Linked DNA regions of Mus musculus: regions 1, 2, 4, 5 and 6 are each linked to region 3. A link is a contact called in public Hi-C, HiChIP or PLAC-seq, Micro-C and promoter capture Hi-C data. All regions are on one chromosome and are shown on one strand. Each heading gives the region's core, a stretch centred on a gene start, on an enhancer-like site or on the middle of the called end of the contact. The rest is flanking DNA. Distances are from core to core; before and after follow the strand shown. Region 1 overlaps Auts2 (autism susceptibility candidate 2). Region 2 has its middle 220 kb from the start of Gm36667. Region 3 holds the start of Auts2 (autism susceptibility candidate 2). Region 4 overlaps Gm40339 (a long non-coding RNA gene). Region 5 has its middle 43 kb from the start of Gm40340. Region 6 has its middle 78 kb from the start of Gm36667.

Evidence for each region. Promoter capture Hi-C pulls out the DNA fragments that hold promoters and counts their contacts. A called contact is a pair of places that touch in the nucleus more often than the background predicts. HiChIP or PLAC-seq counts read pairs in DNA pulled down with a chosen protein or histone mark.
Region 1: a contact with region 3 is called in a Micro-C map of embryonic stem cells, with 4 times the contacts expected there. The contact joins the enhancer-like site here to the promoter of Auts2 in region 3. A contact is called at or near these places in 2 of 39 promoter capture datasets (hippocampal neurons and second pharyngeal arch cranial neural crest), 14 of 484 Hi-C or Micro-C datasets (the HL-1 cell line, adipose-derived mesenchymal stem cells, cardiomyocytes and 8 more), 12 of 115 datasets of contacts at active chromatin or transcription factors (astrocytes, cardiomyocytes, differentiating embryonic stem cells and 6 more) and 1 of 9 other capture datasets (embryonic stem cells).
Region 2: a contact with region 3 is called in a promoter capture Hi-C map of stem cell-derived epiblast-like cells, with 4 times the contacts expected there. The contact joins the enhancer-like site here to the promoter of Auts2 in region 3. A contact is called at or near these places in 3 of 39 promoter capture datasets (cranial neural crest, frontonasal cranial neural crest and stem cell-derived epiblast-like cells) and 3 of 115 datasets of contacts at active chromatin or transcription factors (differentiating embryonic stem cells, embryonic limb bud and embryonic stem cells).
Region 4: a contact with region 3 is called in a Hi-C map of cerebellum, with 3 times the contacts expected there. The contact joins the enhancer-like site here to the promoter of Auts2 in region 3. A contact is called at or near these places in 1 of 39 promoter capture datasets (hippocampal neurons), 6 of 484 Hi-C or Micro-C datasets (cerebellar granule neurons, cerebellum, ganglionic eminence and 1 more) and 11 of 115 datasets of contacts at active chromatin or transcription factors (astrocytes, craniofacial prominence, differentiating embryonic stem cells and 8 more).
Region 5: an H3K27ac HiChIP or PLAC-seq map of embryonic stem cells shows a contact between it and region 3, with 12 times the contacts expected there. The contact joins the enhancer-like site here to the promoter of Auts2 in region 3. A contact is called at or near these places in 6 of 39 promoter capture datasets (cranial neural crest, frontonasal cranial neural crest, hippocampal neurons and 3 more), 16 of 484 Hi-C or Micro-C datasets (cerebellar granule neurons, cerebellum, cortical neurons and 6 more) and 17 of 115 datasets of contacts at active chromatin or transcription factors (astrocytes, craniofacial prominence, differentiating embryonic stem cells and 11 more).
Region 6: a promoter capture Hi-C map of hippocampal neurons shows a contact between it and region 3, with 7 times the contacts expected there. The contact joins the enhancer-like site here to the promoter of Auts2 in region 3. A contact is called at or near these places in 1 of 39 promoter capture datasets (hippocampal neurons), 1 of 484 Hi-C or Micro-C datasets (cerebral cortex) and 4 of 115 datasets of contacts at active chromatin or transcription factors (astrocytes, embryonic forebrain, embryonic hindbrain and 1 more).

Annotation. Positions count from the first base shown.
Region 1 is chr5:131,535,872-131,540,184 of GRCm38.p6, forward strand. The region is part of intron 5 of Auts2 (autism susceptibility candidate 2); the gene reads right to left. Among named protein-coding and RNA genes, the nearest start is that of Gm29681, 120 kb to the left of the region's middle. Within about 2 kb of position 2,105, at least 172 of the 459 cell types and tissues checked have an H3K27ac peak or open chromatin away from gene starts, as enhancers often do. A contact at or near this core is called in cardiomyocytes, cerebellar granule neurons, cerebellum and 12 more, where this site is marked.
Region 2 is chr5:133,816,458-133,821,020 of GRCm38.p6, forward strand. No RefSeq gene overlaps it. Among named protein-coding and RNA genes, the nearest start is that of Gm36667, 220 kb to the left of the region's middle. Within about 2 kb of position 2,609, at least 4 of the 459 cell types and tissues checked have an H3K27ac peak or open chromatin away from gene starts, as enhancers often do. A contact at or near this core is called in stem cell-derived epiblast-like cells, where this site is marked.
Region 3 is chr5:132,540,506-132,544,836 of GRCm38.p6, forward strand. Auts2 (autism susceptibility candidate 2) reads right to left here and starts at 2,715. Exons shown (of 20, transcript NM_001363480.1): 1 at 1,010-2,715. The coding sequence starts at 1,318.
Region 4 is chr5:134,062,196-134,066,293 of GRCm38.p6, forward strand. Gm40339 (a long non-coding RNA gene) reads right to left here. Exons shown (of 6, transcript XR_868578.3): 3 at 375-963. Among named protein-coding and RNA genes, the nearest start is that of Gm40340, 13 kb to the left of the region's middle. Within about 2 kb of position 1,671, at least 4 of the 459 cell types and tissues checked have an H3K27ac peak or open chromatin away from gene starts, as enhancers often do. A contact at or near this core is called in cerebellum, where this site is marked.
Region 5 is chr5:134,005,376-134,009,711 of GRCm38.p6, forward strand. No RefSeq gene overlaps it. Among named protein-coding and RNA genes, the nearest start is that of Gm40340, 43 kb to the right of the region's middle. Within about 2 kb of position 1,481, at least 73 of the 459 cell types and tissues checked have an H3K27ac peak or open chromatin away from gene starts, as enhancers often do. A contact at or near this core is called in cerebellar granule neurons, cerebellum, craniofacial prominence and 6 more, where this site is marked.
Region 6 is chr5:133,673,954-133,678,533 of GRCm38.p6, forward strand. No RefSeq gene overlaps it. Among named protein-coding and RNA genes, the nearest start is that of Gm36667, 78 kb to the left of the region's middle. Within about 2 kb of position 3,053, at least 21 of the 459 cell types and tissues checked have an H3K27ac peak or open chromatin away from gene starts, as enhancers often do. A contact at or near this core is called in embryonic forebrain and hippocampal neurons, where this site is marked.

The DNA.
Region 1 (4,313 bases), core at 855-3,354, 1.0 Mb before region 3:
GGATTAGGCGGTAGGCGGCAGCCCCTGTGATTCTGTCACCTTTGTGAGCACCACTAGGCTCTGAGTATGCTCTCAAGTAGATAATGAAGTGACCCTGAGGACCTGATGATTCTGTGACCAATGGTTGTCAAGGAAATATGTCTGACGGAGATTCAAGATGCTTGGAGCGATGCCTTCTAATGGAAGCTTTTTGAGCCCTTCAATTTACTGGCATCAGTCACAAAGTGTTGAATTGTCTCCTGTGCCTTGCTTACAGTCAGGGGGTGTCTCAAAAAGGCCTCCTTTGGAAAGGCAAAAAAACACCAAAGGTACATGTGTCTCGGTGCCTTGGTTTAAAAAATAAAAATAAAAATAAAAAAGGTCCCTTGTTCTTCCATCTGGCCTCCTGGACCATCTTCGTCCAAATTCTTCAAGTAAGTCTCCCAGGCAAAGCCTTGATAGGTGCAGATTCCATGTAGCTGCTTCAACGGTCCTCAAGTAATTTTCCTTCACTCAACAAGACTGAAAAATCATCCATACAGGGTGGGCGTGATGGCTCAGCAGGTAAATAGGTTTGTTGCCAAATGCAACAACCTCAGTTGGATCCTCCATACTCACTTAAAGGTGGAGGGGATCACTGATTCCTGCAAGTTTTCCCTTCATCTCTTCATATACCCTCCACATACACACGTATTTTTAAAAAATCGTTTGTACATATCGCTGGGCGCCTTAATCGTGGGGACATTTTCATTTCGTTGCTTTTAGAAGAAAAAAGTGCATTTCTTTCTATAACTTGGTTCATTTCCCTAATTTTTTTTCTTTTTAAATTAGCAATGAGGACTGCAGGTGCGGTGGATCTAGTGGCAGACGCATGGATGCCTTCCCGCTTCTCTCCAGCAACCATTACCTTTAGCCGCACAGAATTTAATATCAGTTGCTATTTCATTTCCTCACCTCGATTGGCTTTGATGAGTTTTATATACACTTAGAAGCACAACCTAAAATTCCCAGACAAACATGCTCTTTGGGGCATTTTACGGCAGGGTGGGTACTATTTGCCTTTTATGTCAATACTTTTTATGGTCTAGAAGCTGTAGCTGGCGTAGAAGGAAAAGTTGGGTAAAGCAGTTTGGTTAAAACAAATAAAAATAAAGAAATAAAAAATTCCCGTGCGCACGGGTGGGTCCCAGATGTTTGAAGCTGTACCCGGAACCCCTTAAAACTCAATTCGCTAAGGTAGCTCTCCAAAACGGCACCCGCAGGAAGAAGGTGCAAAGACAATTCTCTTAGAAACTTAGGCGCGGGTGAGTTCCTGCACCAGCTAGCTCTCCTTTGCTTCCCCGGGCTCCGCGTGCGCACAAGCGGGAGGGCGGGGACCCGGAGCTCAGCCCAAGGACAGTGACCCGTCAGCAGGCAGCGCCGCTCCAAGGAGCCCTTCCTAGCCCGAGCCGGTGCGGGCATTCCCAGCCTAGGAGTCCAGCGGATCTCCCTTGGGAGCTATGGGTTCACTCCCGGAGGTGGGATCGCCTCTGTTGGCTAGGGCCTCCCCCGGCAGGCACTCACGGCTCACCGGCCGAGCCCAGCCAGCTCAGGGAGCTAGGAAAGTACAAAGGGGAGCGGGGGAGGGGTGGGGGAGGAAGGCCAGGCCCGCCAGACGCCAGCAGCCCGCCTCCGTTACCACCCTGGCCCGGCTGCGGCCGCAACAAAAGACCCCTCGACCCCTGCCTCCTCCCCCGAAACCGCGGACCGCAGGCGAGCCAGCCACCCCACCCCATCCCCCCAACGGTGGTGGTGGTGGGGCAACATTACCTGGTCGCCAGGGGTTCGGCGGTCTTGTCAACCCCAAGTTCATGGTTTGAGTCCTCCGTCAGGTTCTCTCCGGGTGGATCACCACACACCACCGGGAGAGAGCAACCAAAACCCAAGGCAGAGAAAACGCCCAACTCCAGCCGGCCCGGCTAGGTCCACAAGTCTGTGTGTTTTGCTAATTCCTCTCCAAAGTCTCAAAGCTGAGGCACGCGAACCAAATCCGAACCGGATCCTAAACGGCAGCAGAGCCAGCAGCAGCAGCACCCGGCTCCTCCACGGCAGCCAGGAGTCAACGCCGCGCGCGCACATCCAACGCAGCCAAGTCCCGGGCGGGTGGCGGGGAGATGGGGAGGGGGCCCGGCCCGCGCGCTCTCCTGGTTGCTCCTGCGGGGCGCGCGGGGAACCGGCTGGCTTAAACCAGAGGCTCAACTTGGTGCGCCCTGGGGACCTGGCAGGGCTGAAGAGCAGCGGCCCGGGAGCCGCTGCCGCGGCGCGCGGAGCTAAGAACGAGGCGGCTGCGGCGGCGACAGGACAAAGGAGACCATGTGCGGAGGGAGGGAGGAGGGAGAGGGAGGAGGAGGAGGAGGAGGAGGGCGTACGGCGGCAGAGGCGAAAGCAGCTCCCCGGCGGCCGCCTCGGGCTCCCCAACAGCGGGTGCCGCCGGTACGGCACCGCCGCGGGCTGATCTGATGGGTCCTGGGCCCGCTGCGGCGTGGCACCGACACGCTCCGGGAGTCGCAATCTGCCGCGGGTGTTGCCCGCCTGCGGTGTGGAAAGCTGTGGTTGAAGCTGCTACGGGGCGCGCAGGACTAGCTCCGCTCCGGCCTGCCTCTCCCGCCTGTTCCTGGCTCAAGTGAACTCCATCAGGCGGCCCGCCGCCAGCGCCACCGGCTACCCGGGGCTGGATTGAGGGAGAGAAGGGGGGTCCCTGGTAGTGACGCGAGGACACCCCTTTCTCCCACCCTTGCTCTCGCGCTCTGGACTTCGCTGCCCGGATTGTACCGAGCGCGCCTTACTCCTGGCGCTCGCGGCTCTCGGAGCGGGACTTCTCGGCGCGCCCAGCCGGAGCCGCCAGCCGGTGCCACCGCCCCTCCTCCGTCCCGCCCCACGTGCCCCGCCCCTCGCCGCCCCTCCTCTCCACCCTGGCGCCCGGTTGGCCCCGCGGGGGCGCAGTCCCTGGGTGCGACACTGACAGCTGTGGCTCCCACTACATCCCGCCTCCGGTTGCGGACCGGCCCCTGGTCCCCATGGCGCCTTTCCCTCTACGGGCAAGAACCGCGACGCTCCGGTCCTTTTTGCAGTTACAGCTTCCGAGATTTGCTCTAAACCAAGGAGAGGCTACTAGGCCCGTAGCCCGGGGTTGAATTGCCTCTAGGCCAATCTCATATGCAAAGAGTTGGTTCTGAGATGGGGGTGGAGGTCCAGATTCTGGGCACACAGTAGGTGCACAATATAACATAATCTTTGTACTGTCTGACATGGATGGGAGGTTGGGTTCCTAGTCTAGAAGAAAAAGATCTTGATCTAACCCTCATCCCACGAATCACGGTAGGTTTCATGAACTGCCTTCCCTCTGCACAGTTCCTCAAACTATCCGACTTGTGTATACATTCACACCAGCCAAGTGGTGACTGAGGCTTCCCCTTCTATGCAGCAAACATAAAGACAGGGAAAGCAAAGTCAAAGCTTCGCTCCATGGATGGTAACTTATCATCTATCACCAGGATGTCCCCTGGAGCCAGCTCAGCTAAGCTAAGCGCGTTGGGGCAGAGATGGATGGATGGATGGATGGATGGATGGATGGATGAAATCATTAATTCGGCCCTCAGTCATTTAAGTGACTGACCTTCTACCAGAACACACAGCCGCTCTTTCCTTTTTAATCAAGTGTAAGATTCTCTCTCCCTCCCTCCCCACCCCTCTGAGTGTGCTACTTGTGTTCCAGTGCTCCATAGGACAGATGCCCTGGAGCTGTGAGTGGCCTGATTTGGGTGCTAGGAACTTGACAAGAACAAGCACTCTTAACTACTGAGCCATCTCTCCACCGTCAACACTGAAATTCTATAATCCCAGTACTTGGACAAAAGATATTAAATTTCAGAATGGTCTAGGGCACATGGTAAAAACCTTAGTGAAATGAATCAATAAATGACCAATAGTAAATACATGTTTCACCTCTGTGAAGGTACTTCACCACCACTGATGTCATTGAACTCTTAATATAAATTAAAAAAACAATTTTTACCCCAAGGTGCCAGAAAGAAGGCTCAGCATTGTAAAGATTGTAAAGGCATTTGCCACCAAGCGTGACAACTAGAATTTCATACCTGGGACCCACACAGTGTATAAAGAGAACTGTCCTCTGACCTCCATAAGTATACATACAATAAATAAATAATAAATAAATAACTGCAATAAAAAAATTTTAATTTTTCAAAAAAGAAATGGGGGTGGGTACTTGGTGTATAGCAACTTTTTCTTTCTTTCTTTCTTTCTTTCTTTCTTTCTTTCTTTCTTTCTTTCTT
Region 2 (4,563 bases), core at 1,359-3,858, 1.3 Mb after region 3:
AAGGTGCCTACCATGCAAGCATGAGGATCTGAGAAGGATCTCTAGAAACCACATTCTAATAATTGCATATGGTAATATGTGCTTGGAACCCCCGTGCTGGAAAATTGGAGACAGGCAAATAGATCCCTGGGGTTTGCTGACCATGTAGCGTAGATGAGAGAGAGAGATGGGCCAATGAGAGACATTGGTGAAAAAATGGGGGGAGGCAGTGTTCTGAGGAACAACCACTGAAGTTGATCTCTGTCCTCCATCAACACACACACACACACACACGTTCGTGCACATCCACCTGCACATACATGTGCATCCACACACATACACAAGGAAGGCCTCCCATCTTACTTTACCACATTTTTTGCCATTGCTAAATCCATTTCCCAGGCTTCAAGTCTTCTATATCATTTGTAAGTCATGGTCATTTCCAAAACCTCAGTGTCAGCGCTGGTTAAAAAAAAAAAAAAAAAAAAAAAAAAGTGATATAGGAGAGACCACAGAGCTAAGGTCAGGATTACATGTGAGCAGCCTTCAACCTGATAAGGTACATGGGATGCTCGGCCACAAACACACTGGGGCTTGCAAAAATGACTATCAAAGCTGGCTCTGCCCGGGCTGAAAGCACCAGTATGTTGACCCCCAAGTTCCCCTGCACTCACATCCCTTGAAAGGGAAAAGCAGAACTGAAGGTCCTTCCTCTGGGCTGTGCTTATAATGACTTAAAACCACATGCAGCTTCTCCGAGGATCCTCACGAAATGGTAACTTGAATGGTTCAGTTAAGAGAAACCTCATTGTACAAACACAAGGGTCTGCATTCAATCCCTAGAATCCACATTTTAATAAAATCCAAGTGTGCTGGTACATGCTTCCAACCCTTCTACTCTGAAGATCCCTGGGGATCGATAGCTAACCAATCTCAACTACTTGGTGAGTCCCAGGTTAGTGAAAGACACTTGTCTCCAAAACAAGGGAAGGTGAGGCTAGAAGGATGACTCATTAGTTAAAAGCACCCACTTGCTGCTCTTGCAGAAAATCAGAGTTTGGTTTCCAACAACTATATCAGATAGCTCACAACCACCTGCAACTTCAGCTCCAGAGGATCTGATTGGCCTCTTCTGACCTCAGCAGGAATCTAAACTCACGTGTGTATACATGCATAAAATTAATAAGTCTTTTGAAAATGTGTAGACAGTACTTGAGGAAGGTCATCCAAGAGAGTCCCCTGGCTTCCACATGCAAGAAAACACACAAAATCATGCTGCTACATACTCATGAACACGCACACGCACACACACACACACACACACACACACGCACACACACACCAACAATAAAGTCTTTCCAGTGGGAATAATCAAGTGATTTCAATATAAGCTACACAATGCCCACTTGAAAATGCTTCCAAAATCAATCAATCTCCAAAATTTTGAGCAGATGTCGTTTTTCAAATAGTTGTACTAGATACAATGCAAGGCAGATCCACTGGCTGCTCTACTGGGGCATGGTTAAGCACATTTGCAATCCCAGCACTCAGGAGGCTGGAGCAGGAGGCTCGAGAGTTCGAGATCATAGAGTAACTGTGCAAAGATGAAAGCAGGAACTGCAGCCTGGTCAGGTAGGAGAGGAATCCCAAACCTCTGAGATTCTGAGATTGTCCTTGCTGGATGACCCTGTTCCTTTCTTGTCTCCTAAATGGTCACTACTTGCTATGTGACTACAACTGGGAAGAGGTACTGGGACACCTTGTGGCTGGGCTAACTGGACTGAGCAGCTCATCTCCCTCCTATATACTTCAGCTCAATTTCTGACCTGAGTCTTTTGAAAGGTCAGAGACTACTAGCTCTGTGGTCTATGGAATCCTATTTCCTGGGAATAAACTTCTTCAACATACTTTTCTCTAAAACGTGCCCTCTGGGGTCCATGAATTCTGTTCGTTTAATTTGTGAAAGAAGGACCCTAAAGCTCCTGGCTCAAGTGGCTTCAGTGGTCATTGAGTTTTCCTGGATCCCAGACTCCAGAGCAAAACACAGCAAGAGCCCAGAATGACTCCATCACCTCAGTATTTCTATGTCATTCCAATTAAAAAATAGTGAAAATTATTTTCTCTGAAATGTGACTGTGATAGCTGACCTCAGTTAGCAACTTGATGAGATTAGAGTCACATGGGTCATGCCTATGGGGATTATGTTGATTAGGTTAATTATAATGGGAAGACCCACCCACTGTGGTGGCACAATTCCATAGTTTGTATCCTAGAATATATAAAAAGGAGAAAATAACAGAACGACATTCTTCACCCCACCCTGCTTTGTGACAGCACATACAATGTGATGCACACTTCTGTTCCTATGACTTCCCTGCAATGATACACTAACTTTGCATCAAAATAAGCCCTTCTTTCCCTAGTAGTTTTGTCAGAGTATTTTATCACAGCAACAGAAAAGTAACTAGACAGCAAATCTAGTCTTTTGCCTCTTGAATGACTTGCTTTGACTGGAAGCATACACTGTAAGGGATATGATGCCATCTCCAAAAGCCACATACAGCTCTGCAGTTCTTTGACTCTGTCCTGTGAATAAACCCAAGCTAGCCTCCTGTTGCTGAGGAATGTGGTCCCATAACTCCAGCTTTCAGCCAGGCATGCAAATGAAGACAAACCAGACAGAGCCCTCAGACCAGTCACCAGTTCAATACACATCCAAGAAAAAGCCCCAACGAATACCAACCAGGCAGAGCCCAAACTAGCAGTATTCCCAGAAGACAAATTCATGTTTGTGTAAGCAATAGCAAATGCTTTGATTGATTGACAGAGTTTGTTTGTTTGTTTGTTTGTTTCTGAGTTTAGGGAGAGTTGTTGCTGTATTAGTCTCATTTCTGTTGCTGTGATTAAAATACTCTGACAAAAAACAACTTGTGTGAGAGAGAGAGCTAAATTCATATCACAGTTCCAGATTACAGTCCATCACATCAGGAAAGTTGCAAAAGCAGCCAGTCACATCACATCCGCAGTTAAGAGCAGAGAAAAAATTAACGCATGTGTGCTTGCTTGCTTGCTTGCTTGCTTGCTTGCTTGCTTGCCTGCATACAGCTTGAGTGCTCCGCACTTTTACAAGTCAGAACTCCCTGCCTAGGGGATGGTGCTACCCAAAGAAGTCTAGGTCTTCTCACAACAATTAACTCAGTTAAGACAATTCCCACAGGCACACCTACAAACCAACCCAATACTGATTATCCTTTAATGTAACTCTATTCCCAGGCAATTGTAGGTGTGTCAGTTGGCAACTAAAGCTGAGCATCACAGTTACCTAGTAATTGTGAGTCAGCACAAAGTATGAGTCTCTGACTTCATTAACTAAGTTTGCTTTAGAACAACCCTGTTTTCTTCCTGTCTCAATCACGGTGGCAAAAATACCTGATGAAAGTAACTTCAGCAAGGAAGGGTTTATTTTGGCTCTTGGTTTTAGATGGAAAAGCAAGGCAGTAGTCTATGCAGCTAGGACTCCTCACATAAACTTGAAACAGAAAGCACCTAGAGAGGGGAATTCTAATGTTTGGCTCACTTCCTCCTTTTCCCTTGTCCTCAATCAATCCTCATTAGTGTGTGTGTGTGTGTATGTGTGTGTGTGTGTGTGTGTGTGTGTGTGTGTGTGTGTTATGTGCACACATGTGCATGGGTGCATGCACACAGAGACCATAGGAAGATATCAAGTGTCTCTTCCCTTCTTTCCTCAGACAGGGTCTCTTGCTGAATCTGGAGCTGGGGCTACAGGTACATAGAGCCATTCCCAGCTGCTTACATAGGTGCTAGATACTCAAATTTAGGTCCCTATTCCTGCTATGCAAGAGCATTACCCATTGCCATGACATTGCCCCGATCCTCTTTAAACACCCTCACGGCCACTCCTGAAAGTGTGCTTCAATCTCTTGGTCACTCTAAATCTAGTTAGGTTGACAGTAAAGAATAACCATTACCAACCCTATGCACTTGGAACATTTATACCAATTGTGTCTAGTAAGATAAAATGTACTCACAGTGCTATAGTGACTTATCCAGGTTGTCACAGCTAGAAACTGGTAGCCAATGAACAGAACTCAGGTCTGCTGCATTCAGCAGTGTGTGCCCATTCATTCTACTATAGGAATATCTCTCTTTCTCCCAGTAAAAAAATGAATAGTCAAAGGGCTTGGGATGTGGTTCAGTGGTGGAGCACCTGCCTAGAATCCCCCAGTGAGGGTCTGGGGGTGTGGCTCAGTGGTAGAGCCCCTGCCTAGAATCCCCCAGTGAGGGCTGGGGGCGTGGCTCAGTGGTAGAGCCCCTGCCTAGAATCCCCCAGTGAGGGGCTGGGGGCGTGGCTCAGTGGTAGAGCCCCTGCCTAGAATCCCCCAGGGAGGGGCTGGGGGTGTGGCTCAGTGGTAGAACACCTGCATAGAATCCTCCAGTGAGATGCTGGGGGCGCAGCTCAATGGTAGAGCACCTACCTAACATGTACAAAGCCTAGTATTCAATCCTAACACTAAGAAAAAAAGCAAATAAAAAAATGGGTGACTACTCCCAAAGCATATCAGA
Region 3 (4,331 bases), core at 1,465-3,964:
TAAAGACAGACACACAAACACATACACAAAGCCAATCACTTGGGGTGGGGGGCACATACAAAAAAAGGAAAAGAGGGACAACTGGTGACAAGCCCTTCAGCAGCCAGCTAGGATTTTATCTTGCCTCATACCAGCCCTCCCTGGTGTACCTTCTTCTGTCCTTCAACTAAATTGCTCATGTATACACACACACACACACACACACACACACACACACACCAACACAACCCACACGCAAATGTATGTGTGTGGATAATATTGTCATTAACCCTTTCTGCAATATAGCCCCATGCATTATATAAAAAGATATTCCATCCTTTCCTCTTCTCCCCTCCTCCCTCCTTTCTCCCAACAAGGAGAAAACGCCCCCTTCCCCAGCTTCACCAAAAAAAGGGGAGGGGGGAGTATAGAAAAGCCACAAAACCCTAGCAGCCTCTGATCCCCAGGACATCCAGAAAAAGCATATACTAGACAGACTAAAACACACACACACACACACACACACACACACACACACACGCATGGGAACATATGGCTCTGTAGAAAGCACACAGAGAACAGTCCACAGGCGCCCCAAACCCAAGCAAAGACTTCCACCAGCCAAGAAGCCATGATTGGGGAGGGAGAAGAAGAGGAAAGGAGTGGGGGTAGAACCATCCGTGGAGAAGGGGGGCGCATTGTTGTGATGCCTGAACCCCTTTCTTTCCACCCATCTGCTGTGGAGGGAGGTGGGGGTGCAGGAAGGGGGCGCAAGGGAAAGGCAAGCTGGACAAGAACGAAACCAGTAGAAGACCAGACCAGGCATACAGCTTAGCGATTCCCTCCTTGCTGCCAATCTGCCCCCAGCTCCCCCTACATACAACCCCACACCCAACAATAAGACCTCGGCCGAGACTGAGAGCTTCGAGTGCGGCGGGGGAGGCAAGAAAACCGGGGTGCAGCCGAGTGTGGGGGGTGTCATGCATAAAAGGAAACCATGGGGGGAACAGAAAAGGGGGTCCCCCCTTACCTCCAGCGCTTCAAAAGTAACAAAGCTGGTCATGGCAAATCCATCAATGATGTCCTCTTCGGCTGAGGTGGACTCTCTGCGCTTCCTCCGCGGGGGTCTGGGCCGGGACGGGGCGGAGGATGGGGGCTTTCCATTGTCTTCCTTGTCGGAGCCCGACGATGAAGCCAGCGAGGGAGCCCGGGTCCGGCCGGCTCCTATACCACCCGCCGCACCGGTTCCTAACCCGGCCCGGGAGCGTCTCTCCCGGTCTCGCTGTGATCGAGACCTCCGCTTTTTCCGGAGTCCATGTCCCCGCGTCGGGCCATCCATGGTTCTTTTAACCGCGCCGGGGATCTTCCCCGTTCACCTACCCGCGCGCCACAGGCTCGGGCCGCGGCCACACACACACACACACACCCCAAGAAGAAAAAAAAAATTGACACCGAGCCCCCCTTCCTCCTGCACGGGCTTTTCCCTCCCGCCGCGAGGAAGGGCGCGGGGGAGAAAGCGGCTGGGAGAAATAAAAAAAAAAAAAAAAAAAAGAATCCGAAGAAGAACAAGAAGGGAGGGCAGGGGGGAAAAGAGAAAGAAAAAAGGGGGAAGGGGCGGGGAGACGGGGAGGGAGGGACGGGGAAGCGAGAGGGCGAAGTGTGGGGCTCCCCTCTGCACCGAGGGTCGGAGATGCCTGCGAACAGCGCCGAGCAAAGTAATGGCTGAACACACAGGTCTCCTTTACAGAGGAAAGGGGGAAAAAAATAACTCACCAAGCAGGCAATAAATCAGAATAGCGGAATGCTTTGATCAAGAGACTGGGGAAGCCCTCCCCGCGGCCATGCTCTCTCCCCACCACTGAAATCGCCTTGCTTCTCCCTTTCTCTAGAGACCCCCCAAAAAATTTTAAAAAAAAAAAAGCCCGAGGTCCGAAAAGGTCACGGTGAAGTGAGGGGTGGGTGGCAATGAACTTCACCCGCCCCCTCGTGCAGGAAAACACCCCACACCTCCGCCTCTCTCACACACTCGCCTCGCAGAAAAACTCACTCCCGGGCTCCCAGTCTTTTTTTAAGAAATGCATCCAAGGGAAGCCAGGGCTGGAGAGCGAGCTGAGAGGGGCGAGACCCCCCAGAGAGGGGAGCATAACCACGCAATCACAAGCGGAGACAGAGGTTGCCCGAGGAAAGGAGGAAGGGAAGGAGGAGGACGCTGAAGCAGTTGTGGGATTTTTTTTTTTCGGTCTTCAAGGGGGGGAGGAGGAGAAAAAGATGAAAGAAGAGAAGAATTGCAAAGCCTGGCGCGTGCCACCGACCCCCTCCTCACATACACATGCACGCACGCACACACACAAATTGTAGATCTCCCCCCACCCCCAGTTCCAGAGGTCACCCTTCTTCCAAAAAAATTTAAGATAAAATTATAAAGGGGGAGGGGGTGAGTCAGTCAACGAGGAAAGCAAAGAGCAGTCTCCAACCCGAGATACACCGGTGTGGTGGCGCCGCCGCCTCTTCTTCGTCTTCTTCTTCTTCTTCTTCTTTTTCGCGTCGCCCCGCCTGAGGAAGAAGCGCTGCGAGATGCCGCTCGCTCTCTCGCTCACTCGCTCGCTCGCTCTCAGCTAACGCTGCCTCAGCCGCCGCCGCCGGAGCCCGGAGCCCGAGGGTGCACGGCGTGTCCCCGGGCGGCTGCAGCCAGAGCCCGGGCACGGCCTCATCCTCCGCCCGCCTCGCTCACACAGCGCCCGCTCCTCCCCCTCCGGCCGGCCCACCGCCGCCGCCCGCCTCGGCCCAGCCCCGCGCCCGCCCGCTTGCCGTCTCCCTCTCCCTCTCTCTCTCTCTCTCCCCCTCTCTCGCACGCGCGCTCGAGCTCGCTCACCGGCGAGCGCTCTGGAAGACCGCCCTCTTCGCGCCTCGCTCTGCGCGCGCTCCCGAGGACCGCCCTCCTGGCTCTGCACGCGCTCCCGAGAGCTACCCCCTCCCCTCACGCCTCACTCGGCGCGCTCCCGAGGGCCGCCCCCCTTTCCCCCTTCGCGGACTCCCGAGAATCTCTCACGCCTCGTTCTCTCTCCCCCTCCCCAAAACCCCCGGCACCACGGGGCGCGCTCCCGAGGGCCGCCCCTTCCACTCAGGCACCACTAGCTGCGCGCTCCCGAGAGAAGCCCCTCCCCTCGCGCCTCTCCCCCCCCCCCGCTCTCTCCCACGCGCGTCCCCGTCCCCCCTCCTCCCGCGCGCCTCGGGCCGGGCTAGATCACGTGACCCGCCCCCCTCCCCTAGTTGTAGAGTGTGTGGAAAGCAAAAAGGCTGAGGGGCTGGCCACCGCTCCACGAGCCCAGGGCATGCGCGCTGGGGCGGCCGGGCCTGCGCACTTGGGGGCGGAAGGGGTCTCCAGAGGCTGTGGGGGGTGTGTTGGAGGGGTCGGTCACAGGCCGGTGTGGAGTTGAAGTTCGAGGGCTTGGAGGCTGCCCCAACATCCCGCCAAACGCACGGAGGACTCGCGCGCGCACGCGTAGCAGGCACCTTTCTCCGGACACTTGCTCCCGGAGTGCCTTATCTCCTCCACTCCTGAAGCTCTTGCTGGCTCAACTACTCTGAAGTACCTCTAGGTGTTTTGCCCGCGCGCAAGCGCGCGCCCGGTGCAAAAAAAAAAAAAAAATTTTTTTTTTAAATAAAAAGTGCTTGCAGCGCGGGGAAGTGCAAAGTATGGACCCAAAGAGGTTGCACTTTGGGGACAAGAAGAGTAGTCAGTCTAGTGCTGCGTCCAGGCTCATCAAGCAAGAGTTGGAAACTTTCCCCCGACCCCCTACTCTGCGTGGTAGAACACTGAATGCCAGAGTGCCCCTGAACCCAGGCGACCCCCGCCCGGCCAGCACTTTTGGTCTCTCTGTGGGAGACACTTTGAGGAGGCGCTAGCCGCTTTGGAGCAGCCAGACACCGGGAACTTGAACCTGGAGCAAGGGACTGAGTAGCTCGGGGCCGTCCCAGTCTGAGGACTCCAAACCGCCATCCCCCTCGCTGCAGACTTCGCTTACTGCTTAGCTGCAGGAGGATGGAGCAGAGGTGGCTTCCCTACGTTTTCCACCACGATGTAACGGATGCTTATAAAAAGTTGTATTAAAGAGCTGACTACAGCCCAGAATCGATCAACCAAAGCGACCAGCCTCTCTGGATAAAATAGCTGTGCGTTTTTTCAAGGCACTTGGAATTGATCTATACTCACCGACAGTCTTCTCTCAGCAATCTCTTAGTTGCTTCTCTTTCTGTCCAAGCACATAAACACTGTGGCACATCACCCCTCACCCCTAGCAACCCACACTTGGCATGAAGGAAAAGAAAACAAACTGACATTAATTGCTCAC
Region 4 (4,098 bases), core at 421-2,920, 1.5 Mb after region 3:
AAAGATAAAGTCAGTTGAAGATGTTTAGCTTGGAAGGGAAGAGGCGAAGAGCAGAAGGCTATGCAGACCCCAGGCTAATCTTCCTTCCTGCCCAAGCACCAGATACACACAGGGCTTAGGATTTAGAGGCTCACAAAACAACTAACACATCATCCCATTGATGCTTGCCCTACGAAGACAATGTGCACGTTTACAAGTGCCTTCTGGGTACTGGACAACTAGAGCGTTTGGGGAGTAGGAACTTGGTGCCCTACCCCAAGTCTTTGAAATGGGTTTGAAAATTATCATTGAACCTACCTTTCCCAAGAGGAGTTTGAAGGGGGCATCTTTTTTTTGATTTACTTATTTTTATTTCATGTGCATTCATGTCTTACCTGCACGTATGTCTAGAAGAGGGCTTCAGATCCCCTGGAACTGGAGTCACAGACAGTTGTCAGCTGCCATTTGGATGCTGAGAATTAAATCCGAGTCTTCTGGAAGAACAGCCAGTGTTCCTAATCTCTGAGCCATCTCTCTAGCCCCTGTTTATTTAACCTTTATTTTTATTTTATGTGTGCTGGTGTTTTGCCTGCATGTATGGCTGTGCACCACGTGTCCCCAGGACTTGACTTTTAGAAAGAAGGAGAGAGAGAGAGAGAGAGAGAGAGAGAGAGAGCAGGGAAGACATCTCAGTGGGTAAAACGTTGGCCACGCAGGCATGAGAACCAGAGTACAGGCCTCCAAGTACCCACAGAAAAGCTGTGTGGGAGTGGAGGCTGCGTATAACCCTAGCACTCGGGAGGCAGAAAAGGGGATTCTCAGAGTCAGTGATACTGATGCAATCAGCAAGCTCTGGGTTCTTAGTAACAAAGGAAGAAACCCTCAGGTCTCCAAGTGCACACGCGAACCGGTGCAACACACGCACACACACACAGACAGCTCCATAGCAAGTTCAAGGTCAGCCTGGACTCCAAGAGATCATATCTAAAAAAAAAAAAAAAAATTTAATTTAAAATAAATAAATAAATACGAAAGAAAGAAAGAAAGAAAGAAAGAAAGAAAGAAAGAAAGAAAGAAAGAGGAGAGAGAGAGAGAGAGAGAGAGAGAGAGAGAGAGAGAGAGAGGAGAAAGGAAGGAAGGAAGAAATTGACACCGAAGAATGATGGTCTCCTCGTCCCCCTCTATAGTCTGACTTGTTGGGCTACAAAGGACAGAGAAACCGCAGGTTCTCAAGGTTCACGTTCCTCGCCGAGCCTGAAATACAAGTCCCAGAACCCTCTGCAGCCTTGAAATCAGTGTGTTCCACCAGCTACTGTGAGGGGAGCCTGGATCATAAGCCAGGACTGTGCTAACGTGGAAGATCCCCCAAATCGTGCCCTAAAACAAGAGGTGCCAACCGAACTGATGGGCTAATAGATCCCCTGCTCATGGGCTACAGGCTGAGCCATAACGGGATACTGCTGCCCAAGTAAGCAGGCAACGGAGCCTTCACCTCACCTCACCTCACCTCACCTCACCTCACCTCACCTCACCTCACCTCACCTCTCCCCTCCCCTACACTGTCCCCTTCCCCCTTTCCTTTCCTTCCCTTCCTCTTTCCTCCCCCTCCCAGTCTACCAGAACATTGGCAACTGTGAGGTCCAGGATATTTCCAAGCTGTTCAGCAACTCTGCAGACTTTGTTATGGATTCGGAGCGCCCCCTAGTGGCCATCTCCGCTATCTTTCCCACTAATGAGTAGCCCAGCCTTAAAGGCTAGGCCTGTGGCTTCTCATGTGCCAGGTATCTTCCCAAGGACCTTGAGGAGTGCTATTAGGCCAAGATCTCAGCCCCCGATGAGCACCTGCGGTTATCAGCTGCAGACATTATAACAAAACACTTGCGATCATTACCATTACTGGAGATATTAGGGTCAGAGCCTGGGCCCCTGGACCCACCTTTGCTCAGTAAGTCAATTAGGGTTTTGAGAGGATGTTGCATGTAAAAGAGCGTTCAGCCCAGCCTGATGATCTGCGGCCAATCACCATGACACACACGTTGAAAGCAGAGAACTGACTGCTTCATGGTATCCTCTGACCTCCACACGTGTGCACACACACACATATGTAAATGGGTCAAATGTTTTACCTAAGACACTGGGACAAGGAACGGTGACGGAAGTCCAGTGATACCCCACCTTCCGAGTCCACCTTCAGGGTCCTTATGTGAAGCGTAATTTAAATAGCTGAGAGGCGCGGGGATGGGGGTGGGAAAATGCCTCTACCTGAAGAGCACTTGCTGCTCTTCCGGAGGACAAGAGTTCTTTTCCCCTCAGCCATGTCAGGTGGTTCACAACTCCCTATGATGCCAGCACCAGGGGATCTGACATTCTCTTCCAGCTTCAGGAGGCCACCTGTACTCTCGTGCGCCGGCCGCCCTCTCTCTCTCTCTCTCTCTCTCTCTCTCTCTCTCTCTCTCTCTCTCTCTCACACACACACACACACAGAGAGAGAGAGAGAGAGAGAGAGAGAGAGAGAGAGAGAGAGAGATGCGCGCGCGCACACACACACACACACACACACACACACACACACACGCATGCGCACACATACACAAACAATTAAAAGTGAAATTGAACCTTTCTCGGAGGAGCTAGGTTCGGACCCACCCGCCACTGCCCCAGCTTTGCCTCAGCTCCAGTCTGCCCAGTGAAGTGGTTGAGAAGTCACCAGAACAGTGAGAAATCTCTCTCGAAACAAGCTCCACTTTGCCAGGCACCAGGCTTCCAGCCTTTTCCTTCTCCCAGTGAGAGACTCCTGAAGAAATTCCTGTTTCTTGGGGTCTATTGTTTCCAGTGGCCTGATAGATGGAAGAGAGGCTCTCTTTCTAATGCCCTCATTTCTGCCACGTTAGCAAGGTTGTTTCTAAATGGAAAGTTTATCTGGGTTCCCAACTGCAGCCGTTCTGGTCCATACCTGGACAGAACTTTTGAGGCCACCTATAGGAGTGTCCGAGAGCAAAGTAAAGCTATTCACCTCGTGGCCAAGAGGCAAAAATGAGAGGGAAGTTCAGCTGTCCCCTTTAAAAGCACATCCCAATGATATAAAGATTCACTACTGGGGGGCTGGTGAGATGGCTCAGTGGGTAAGAGCACCCGACTGCTCTTCCGAAGGTCCGAAGTTCAAATCCCAGCAACCACATGGTGGCTCACAACCACGCGTAATGAGATCTGACTCCCTCTTCTGGTGTGTCTGAAGACAGCTACAGTGTACTTACATATAATAAATAAATAAGTTAAAAAAAAAAGATTCACTACTGGGCCTCATCTCTAAAGGTCCCCCCACCTCCCAACAGCAGCCCCTTCAGAACAAAAATCACCAACACTGTGTCTTTGTGTGTATTTAAGATCCAAACCTTAGCAGCCATAGGAGACACACGCTCACAGGCACAAACATACTCATACACACACACACACAAATACACACAGAGAGACAGATAGGCAGACACATGCTCTCACATATCGCACACATACATACATATAAACCCATGCATTCACACAGAGACATACATGTACACAGACATACATACACAGACATACACACACACACACACACAATGCCAAAGATGTCCCTGCACAGGAAAGACACTAAGATCTCCAAACCTCTGCCCTGGCCCCAGAAGGCCACATACTCCTTTTCCAGTTTTTTATTAATAATTCCAGGGCAACCTCCTCATAGAATGCCTATCCCTAGAAATGTACCCACCCAACTATGGTATGGGAGTGTGTGTGTGTGTTTGTGTGTGTGTGTGTCTGTGTGTGAGTGTGTGTGTGTGTGTGTGTGTGTGTGTGTGTGTGTGTGTGTGTGTGTGTGTGCATGTCTGTGTGTGTGTCTGTCTGTCTGTCTGTCTCTGTGTTTTTCTGTGTGTCTTTCTATCCACCTGTGTGTCTGTGTACTAGGGCTTGAACACAGGCCTTCTGTGGGTTAAGCAGGCACTCTTCCACTAAGCCACACTCTGGCTGCTCACTTGGAGATTCTAGGCAGGCACACTACAAAGAAGTCACTCTCCTCAGCCCCTCGCTTCCTGGAAAGTGCTCTGCCACTGAGCCTCTCAGAAGGGACGAGATGCTAGATTAGTTAGG
Region 5 (4,336 bases), core at 231-2,730, 1.5 Mb after region 3:
AGATGTATGGAGATGTGATGTGGGGAAGGAGTTTTGGCTAGCTCTTGGTACTGCAATGGATGCCGTCGAGAGGGTCAGCACTGAAAGACACCAAGGCAGACATTTGAAATTCCCTGTCTGGGCTTATGCCTGTTGTTGAGACATGTCATTATGTAGGCCATGGTGGCCTAGAATGGTGAACATCCTCCTGCCTCCGCTTCCCAACCTACAGGGATTATAAGGCATGTAGCACCACAAACAGGGAGTCCTGTTGTTTGTCATTATTATTATTGTTTTCTTTTCATGTGTATGTGGGGTGTGCATGCATGTTCATATATATGTGTAAGCTTGTGTGTGTGTGTGTGTGTGTGTGTGTGTGTGTGTGTGGCCCAAGACTGATATGTGAAATATTCCCCAATCCTTTCTCTTATTCTTCTTGAGGCCTAATCTCTCAGCTAAACCCAGAGCTCACTGATAGAGCTGGTTTCCTCTCTAGCCAGTTTGCTCCCTGGCTCCTCCATCTCTAAATTCAGAGGCTGGGTTTACAGGCAAGCCGCCACACCCACCTGCCACACCCACCTGTCATTCCATGGGTCCTTAGGATCCAACCTCTGGTCCTCCAGCTTGCACGACAAGCATTGTAACCACTGTGCCATCACCCCAACCCCCATCACTAATTTTTTTTTTTAATTTGTAAAATGTACTTAGTTATCTATGAGTCAGGGTCTCAGAAACTCCAGACTGGCCTTGAACTGCGGGAGTAGTGGAGGATGACCTTGAACTTCTGAACCTCCTACTGCCACCTCCCAAGTGCTCTGTTTGTGCTGTGCTGGAGATGAAACCTAGGGCTTCCAGCGTAGTCAACAAACCCTGTACCAAATAAGCAAGATCCTTAATGCCATTGTTTCCTGAGGTAGGGCATGGGGGGAGGGGAGGGTGCTGACTCTCAGGACCGAAACTCATTGACAGAGCACTTACCTAACACACAGGAGGTCCTGGGTTCAATTCTCAACAAAGGGAAAGGTTCAATTTCCTCACCACCACCACCCCCAAATCCAAAATTTATTTATCTATCTAATCAATTAGGCATTGGTTCAACAACTATTTCTAAGGCATCTGACACTTGTCGGGTATTCTGAAAAACCAACACAAACGAAGAAGAAATGTTCCTGGCCTTCACGGGTAGAGGAGCCACGATTTAAATTAGTGGCCCAAAGTGGTTACTAAAAAGAAACTGCAGGGCAATCTCACACAGTCAGCACGGGGCTCCCAGCTGCATTCATCTCTAGAAAACCACCCCCCAACGGAGTGCCAGAGTGGCTCCAAACCCCACCCCTGGGCTAACTGAGCCCCTGGCTGTCCCTAAGAAAGGGCACCCTGCAGTTTGCTTTCTCCTGCCTCCGCTTGCCCCTTGCTCCTCTGGCCTGGCCTCCGGGAGTTAAGATCCCCCCCCTGCCTCCAGCTCCTGCTTCCCTACCACTCAGGGGTTAATGCTTTTGAAAGCTCCCTGCAGGGTTCGGAGTGCAGCTGTTGCTGCCATTTGGACATTTTCTTTCTCCAAAAGCCTCAGCTGCCTTTTGGAAACAACCACAGTGCCATCTACTGGTCAAAGCTGCGTATTGTACCGCGATGCCTTAAGCTTTCTGAAGGCTATCTGGAGGCAGTTGTTGGCTGCCTGAGGTGTGACCTCACTACCTACATGTGCAGTAGGAGTTGTGGAGCGAGGTCCTAATTCCCACGTGGGATTTCTAGGATCCCTGAGCAGGTAATCAAGAACCTGGACTCTGAGAGGAAAAAGGAATGAACTGCTTGGGGCCTAGGATGTGAGGCCTCACCCTCTGATAAGGATCCAAAGGGCTGACATGAAAGATCCTGCCTGGGCTGCGGTGGATCTCTAGGCCGAAGTGGAGGTCTAGACTGGGTGGAGCACTAGGCTGGGGGTGGGGCTCTAGGCTAAGGGCGGAGTTCTGGAATGGGTGGGAGGAGCTCTCTGAATTGGGAGTGGAGCACAAGGCTGGGGGTTTAGCTCTGGGATTGGGTGGAGCTCTGAGGTAGAGGTGGAGCTCTGGGATTGGGTGGAGCTCTGGGATTGGGTGGAGCTCTGGGATTGGGTTTAGCTCTGGGATTGGGTGGAGCTCTGGGATTGGGTGGAGCTCTGAGGTAGAGGTTGAACTCTGGATGGGTGGAGCTCTGGACAGAGGTGGAACTCTGAATAAAGGGTGGAGCACTGGGCTGCAAATGGAGCTCTGAGTGGGAGCTCTGAACTGGGGGTAGAGCACTAGGCTGGAGGTGGGCTCTGAACTGGGGGTGGAGCTCTGTGCTGGGCTTGTGACTTTGGGCTGAGATGGAGCTTAGTGGGTTAGAGTCTTTGACTCAAAGGCCTGTGAGCCCATCCTCACACTGCAAAATTGAAAGAAAGAAAGAAAGAAAGAAAGAAAGAAAGAAAGAAAGAAAGAAAGAAAGAAAGGAAGGAAGGAAGGAAGGAAGGAAGGAAGGAAGAAAGAAAGAAAGAAAGAAAGAAAGAAAGAAAGAAAGAAAGAAAGAGAGAGAGAAAGAGAGAAAGAAAGAAGAAAGAAAGAAGGGAGGGAGGGAGGGAGGGAGGGAAGGAGAGAGAGAAAGAAAGAAAGAAAGAAAGAAAGAAAGAAAGAAAGAGAAAAGAAAAGAAAAAAGAAAAGAAAAGAAAAAGGAAAAGAAAAGAAAGAGAGAGAAATGAGCCAAGCAGACAGGGGGTCAAGCCACAGGATCACGCGGAGACACAATTTAAGTGGTCCTGACAAAAAAAAAAAGGTGAGGGTGAGACCAGGTGGCAGCTCTTCAGATGGTGATCTGTGGCCATGGCGCTGACATCCTGACTGTGGTGCGCTGAGCAAAAGGAGCTACTAAGAAGGCCTCTGAGACTCTCAGACAGAGGCACCACAAGGTTCAACCTCTTACTAAAGGAATGAGGACCGCTGCAGAAAGAGCAGGTTTAGAGATGAAGAGTTAGAAAGTTAGTTGAGTTGAGGTGTTGAGGTGTTAAACTGCAATAGAGGAGCTAGGGAGACAACAACAAAAGAAGAAGAAGAAGAAAGAAAATTGGGCTTTAGGAATGCGCATGCTTGAGAGGTAGGGATGGATGCAACCCCAGGGCCCATTGACCAGCCAGCCAAGCCTACTTGGAGGTTTCCAAGCCAATAAGAGACCTGTCTCAAAAAACAAGGTAGATTAGCACCTGAGTTTGGCCTCTGGCCTCCACATGCACAGAGGCACACTTGTGAGCATGTGCATACATGCATGTACACACACACACACAAATCTGCAACCACTGGCACCTTAACTCTTCTGTGCCTATGGGATTAGACCACCACCACCCCATTCAGACCTAGACAAGGAATACACAGGTCCAAAACTTCTCAGAGAGAGGATTGCAACAGCTGAGTGAACCAGCTACCCCTGCAAGGGCTACAGTTCTAATGGGGATGCTGTGAGACCTCAGCAGACTCAAGGGTAGCAGGAGAGGAAGCTGGGAGAGTGTTTGCATGACTCTTCCTGAGGAGAAGTGCAGGGGAGGAGCTGATGGGAGCAGGGATGGCCTAAGGAAAACTACATCACCAGTGTAGCTACAACACCCAGCAATGCTAGGACTACAGTAGTAATACTAGAGGCTGAGGGAATTTGGGACTATAGCTGGACAGAAGGACTAAGTTCTGGGGTTCAAGGCCTCAGAGACACGACTGTAATAAGCCATGATGGACTTTAAAAAGAGCAAGAAGATAGGAGTTCAAAGGCTCCGGTAATACAGACCAGGAAGTGAGGCATGATGGTGCACACTTATAATCCCAGTCCTTGAGGGGCTGTGGCAGGAGCATCAGGAGTTCAAGGCCAGCCTGAGCTACATGGCAAGTATGAGGCCAACCTGGGCTATATGAGATCCTGGGGGATGGGGGGTGGGGAAAGGGCAGAATAGCAAATTTTCAAAAGAGGGAGATGGAAGAGTGAAGGAAAGAGAAGAAAGAGACAGTAAAAGAAAGGGAGGGGGCTAGGTGCATTGGAAGCCTGGGACAGAAGGACCGTGAGTTTGAGGCTAGCCTGTGCTTCACAGGGAGACCCTGTCTCATAACCAAGGGGACTGTTGGGGTGGCTCAGTGAGCAAAGCACTCACCCGCCATAAAACCATGAGAACTGGAGTTTGGACCCCCCAGCTCCCTTGTGAATATCAGATGGGTGTAGCATATTCTCGGTGCAGAAGAGGTGGAGATAGGATGCCTGGGGCAAAGTGGCTAACTAAACTAGCTAAATCTGTGAGCTTTAGATCCAAGTGGGAAAGCTTGCCTTAATAGACCAAGTGGAGTACAATTGAGAAAAACCTAATGTCAAC
Region 6 (4,580 bases), core at 1,803-4,302, 1.1 Mb after region 3:
CACACACACACACACACACAAATAAATAAAAGTAAAGTTTTAAATAGACTAAGAAAGGTAAGTGAGAAGGGGGAGAGGAAGAGCGAGACCATGGAAGTGATGGTAGGATAAGGTCAGAAGACTGTCTTTAAAGACCCATCCGGAGAGTCTGGAGAACCCCACCCCCCAAGGACTACCTGATTCTCCTAAGTTTTGTGACGCTAGCAAGAAGTTTCATATCACATGACTTAATTCAAATAGTGTAAGTGACAAAGAGCATAGAGGAGCCTGGGACTTGTTGGGACCAAAAATTAGCTGTAAAGGTCAAAGCATGGAACCACCTTTTAACTCTCTGCCCCAAGCAGAGAAGCTGGGGTGGGAAGGGATGCATGACCTGCTCGTTCAGGTTATAGGATCTGGCATCTTAAGTGACCACTGTCCCAGCAGTCAATGTAGAACGTCATACTTAATCAATGTACAGCGAATAAGACATCCGGGATTCAACCATAAATAGAACATCAATATCATGCCACACCAGGCCCCCGAGGCTCAGGAAAGGGGGCTAGGGAGTTTTAAAAGGCCAGAGGTCAGGGAGGTCAAGGGCTAAATAATATCTTCTGAACGTGACAGAGCTGTCACACACAAGAGCTCATAGCAGCTGTGGTTGCCTGCGTAAGATCCAGCATTGGGGTGGGGGTGGGGTGTACATGTTTTCACTTCTAGCCGAGGAGCTATTGACAGTAGGTGGCTGCTGCTGGAGAAACAGTTAGTTTTCCTGAAAGGTATGGTCACTGGTAGGTGGATCACGACCCTGTGGATGACCACCATATTTATGAGTAGATGGGCAGCACACACTGGACTCTGTGGTTTCTTTTTAAAATAAAATAATTTGGGAGGGGGATTGAGGGAGAGGGTCTAGATCTCAGAGGACTTGGGAGAGGCACGTTGATGTATACAAATAAATATATTACATTCATTATAATATTCTTGAAGTAATATTTAAAAAAAAAAAAGCAATCACTGCCTCAAAGGAGCAGGCTAATAATCTAACAGAAGAAGTGGGGGAGGGAGAGAGAATGATGGAGGAAGAGAGGGAGGGAAGGAAGGAGGGAGAGGATGCTAGAAGGTACATAAACCCCTAAATAGAGGTCTGTGCTGCTGCTGCTGCTGCTGCTGCTGCTGCTGCATGGAGACAAGCTTCCCTTTCCCCTTTGCCCAGAGAGGAAGTCTGCTCCCTCTGAGCGGATCTTCCCATTTTTAACTGAATTTGGTGAGTGTCTGAATGAGAGGTCCTTCCCCTCTCATAAATCAAACGCAGGGAATAATCCTACCCATACACAAACAGGAGAATATGAAAATTAATGCTTGCAGGAACCTTATTTAATTTTGCAGTAAACTGATTTCCGTGACATTTATGTTGTGTATTTTGTGCAGTTGTGCACAGATCCCCTCCCTGCCCCTGCCACATCTTTTTATATTGTTTTCTACTCACCCCCACCCCTGCCCTTTTGACTCCATTTCAGAGAGGCCTGTGGTAGACCTTCGAACGTTCACTTCTAAAATGACCTTCCTTTTTTGAAGTCCTTGTCCTTCCATTTACAATAAAAGGTCATCAACTTGTGGATGGGCGGGGTGGGGGGGATCAAAACCATTACTACAGCAATATACTACAAGATCGCCATTATTAACCTCTGGATGAACAAGCAGGCGGGGAAGATGGATAGAGAAGGATAGGGCTTGTGTTGATACACATTTATCTTTGGTAATTAGCCATCTGGGGGGAAAACCGCAAATACAGGCAACAGAAATTGATTTATCTTCAAATAATAAGTTTTGCTTCACAACAAGGTCTAAAAGTGGCTCCTCTCAAGTGCTAATTCCGCATGTCACTTGCAAGCTTTAAGGATGAAAGTAGTAATTACCAGGCCTTTCATATGCAAAAATGAGGTGCTAAGGAGGTGGGGCTGGCTTCATCCAAGAGGAAGGAAATGTATATGTGTTTCTGTGAGATCCTCAGAGCTTCTAAAGGATCTTTCCTTGTGCCCCCTGGGGGCCCAGAAAGAACCATCTCTAAGGGATTTTAAGGAATCAGCTGTAGACAAATCTGGGTCTCCACTCAGAACTGTGAGAACTTCCTTAAGCGGTCTTTGCCAGTATTTTGTCACGGGATCAAGAACAGAGAACCAAAATGCAAACAAAGCCCTGAATGACAATCTTATGTCATTTTTATTCTTTAATCTCCTACGTAGATCATAGTATTGGCATGCTTCAGGCTGCTCAGAATCAGGATGCTGCTTGGTTTTCTCAAAGGACACATTGAACAACTCAGTGGGGACCAGAACCTGTGCTGGCACAGACTAAAGCAGCCCCGCCCATAATCTATCTGCCCTGCTTAACAGGGGTATCTAACCCACGGCCCATGGACCCCGTAAGCCCCAGGATGCCACTGAGCTCAAAATTTATAAGGATGGGATGGAGAGATGGCTCCGTAGCTAAGGGCCGCGTCTGCTCATGGAGAGGACCCCAGTTCAGTTCCCAGCACTCGCATTAGGGTATCTCACAACCATCTGTAAGTTCAGAGACTCAGGTACCCTTTTCTGACCTCAAGGGATGCTTGCATCCCCGTGGTCATCCACACAGAGAGAGACGCACTACACACACACACACACACACACACACACACACAAAATTTTGAAAGTGAAATCTTTAGAAATATTAGATTGATCTGTGGTTTCATTGCCTGCCACGTGCCCACTAAAACTGTGTGAGCCAAGCTGACACCAAGTTCTTCAGCAAACAGACGGACAGAGGGACTCAGGAGTAACCCCTGGCTCAGTCTCTGAGGGTTTGGCAGCGACGAGTGAGAGCCGACCAAAGGTCTTTTTGTTCCAGGAAGAAATAGCACAAACCAAAAAGGGATGTGTCCTGGCAATTCCCCATCTTTATAGCTAACCCTCAGGGGAAGCGCCGGCCTCTAATGAGCAGTGGTTCAAAACCACCCATCCAGGCTCACACATGGCACCCTCTGAATTTATTCGCAGACAAAGGAAAGCAGAGTGAGACACTGCAGAGAGGCCCCGCCGACATCCATCTGCCGCAGCTGAGCCTTCTCCCATTAAACCCTTCTCATAAATAGCACGAGAGCCCCGCCGCCTGCTGCCAAATGGTTTGCTGAACTGTTTGTATTAATAACAAATTGGGATCCATTGCTGTCTGAGATACACCCTGCATGCTGCCACCTGTGAACCCCTTTTGGCAGGAGGTGGGGGTGCCTGATAGGGAACACCTGTCCACATGCTTTAGGTATGATTCTCCGCGCTGAGACAGACCCACGCACAAGCGTGCCAGACCTTGGGGGCCTCCTGTGACCACAGGGGAGCTGATCTGAGCATTTTTGTTGGCTAGTGGGTAAGGAGGGAGGCACCATACCTGCATTCCAGGTGTAAGCCCTGCTGCCCCTTATGGACACGTGACTCTGGAAGGGTTGGTTAGCTTCTGTTCATACTCTTCAAAGTACAATGGGGGGCTTTGCACTCAGAATGCCGAAGGGATGGTGTTAGCCAGGGTTGTCCAACAGCTTACAAGAACATATGTATGCTTGGGTTTTATTGATCTTTTATTACATTTATTTCTCTTACTGTATGTGCGGCAGAGCATGTTTGTGTGGCAGTGCACGTATGTGTGGCAGTGCATACGTACCACAGTATGAGTGCAGCGCTCAGAAGGCACTCCGAGGGAGTCAGTGCTCTTCTTCTTCTACTACGAGGGACCTGGAGATCAAACCTAAGTCATCCGGCTTGGCAGCAAGTGCTACCCACAAATCCACCTCTGCCGCCTATGAATGTTTTATTTGTGTGTGTACATGCGTGGATGGCCACATGTGCACAGGTGGACAAGTGCATGTGGAAGCCACCAATATTGTCCCTCAGGATGCCATCCACTTTATATTTTGAAGCAGGGTTGCTCGTTGGCCTGGAGCTCACCAAGTGCAGTAAGCTGGCTGGTCAGAGTGTCCCAGGGATCTACCTGTCTCTGTCTCCTTGTATATAATTGCAAGCTTATGCCTCCAACCCTGGCTTTTAAAAAAAACCAAGGATCTAATTTATTATTATTATTATTATTATTATTATTTTCATTGTATGTGTATGTGTGTATGTTTTCACACATATTTTCAGGAGCCCATAGAAGGCCATCAGACCCCCTGTAGCTGGGGTTATAGGCAACTGGGAGCACTTCCATGGATGCTGAGAACTGAAATGTCGTTCTCTGCAACAGCAGCAAGCACTCTTAACTATCGAGCTGTATTTCCAGCCCAGATGGGTTCTCCATGTTTTACATGGGTTCTTGGGGACAATCCCAGGTTCTAATGCACTCAGGGCAAGCACTTTATATACAATCTCCCCAGCTGTTAGCATCCCAACCCTGACCCATGTCTTCAGACAAATAAATAAATAAATAAATAAATAAAAAAGAAGAAGAAGAATCTTATTTTGTTCAGAATGAAAGCCTTTTGCCTTTTCCCCCATGAAGTCCCCAAACTCCACTTTCTGAGCTAGTTTCCCAGTCCACTATGGGAGGCACCATCCCCTAGGCTTTGGGTT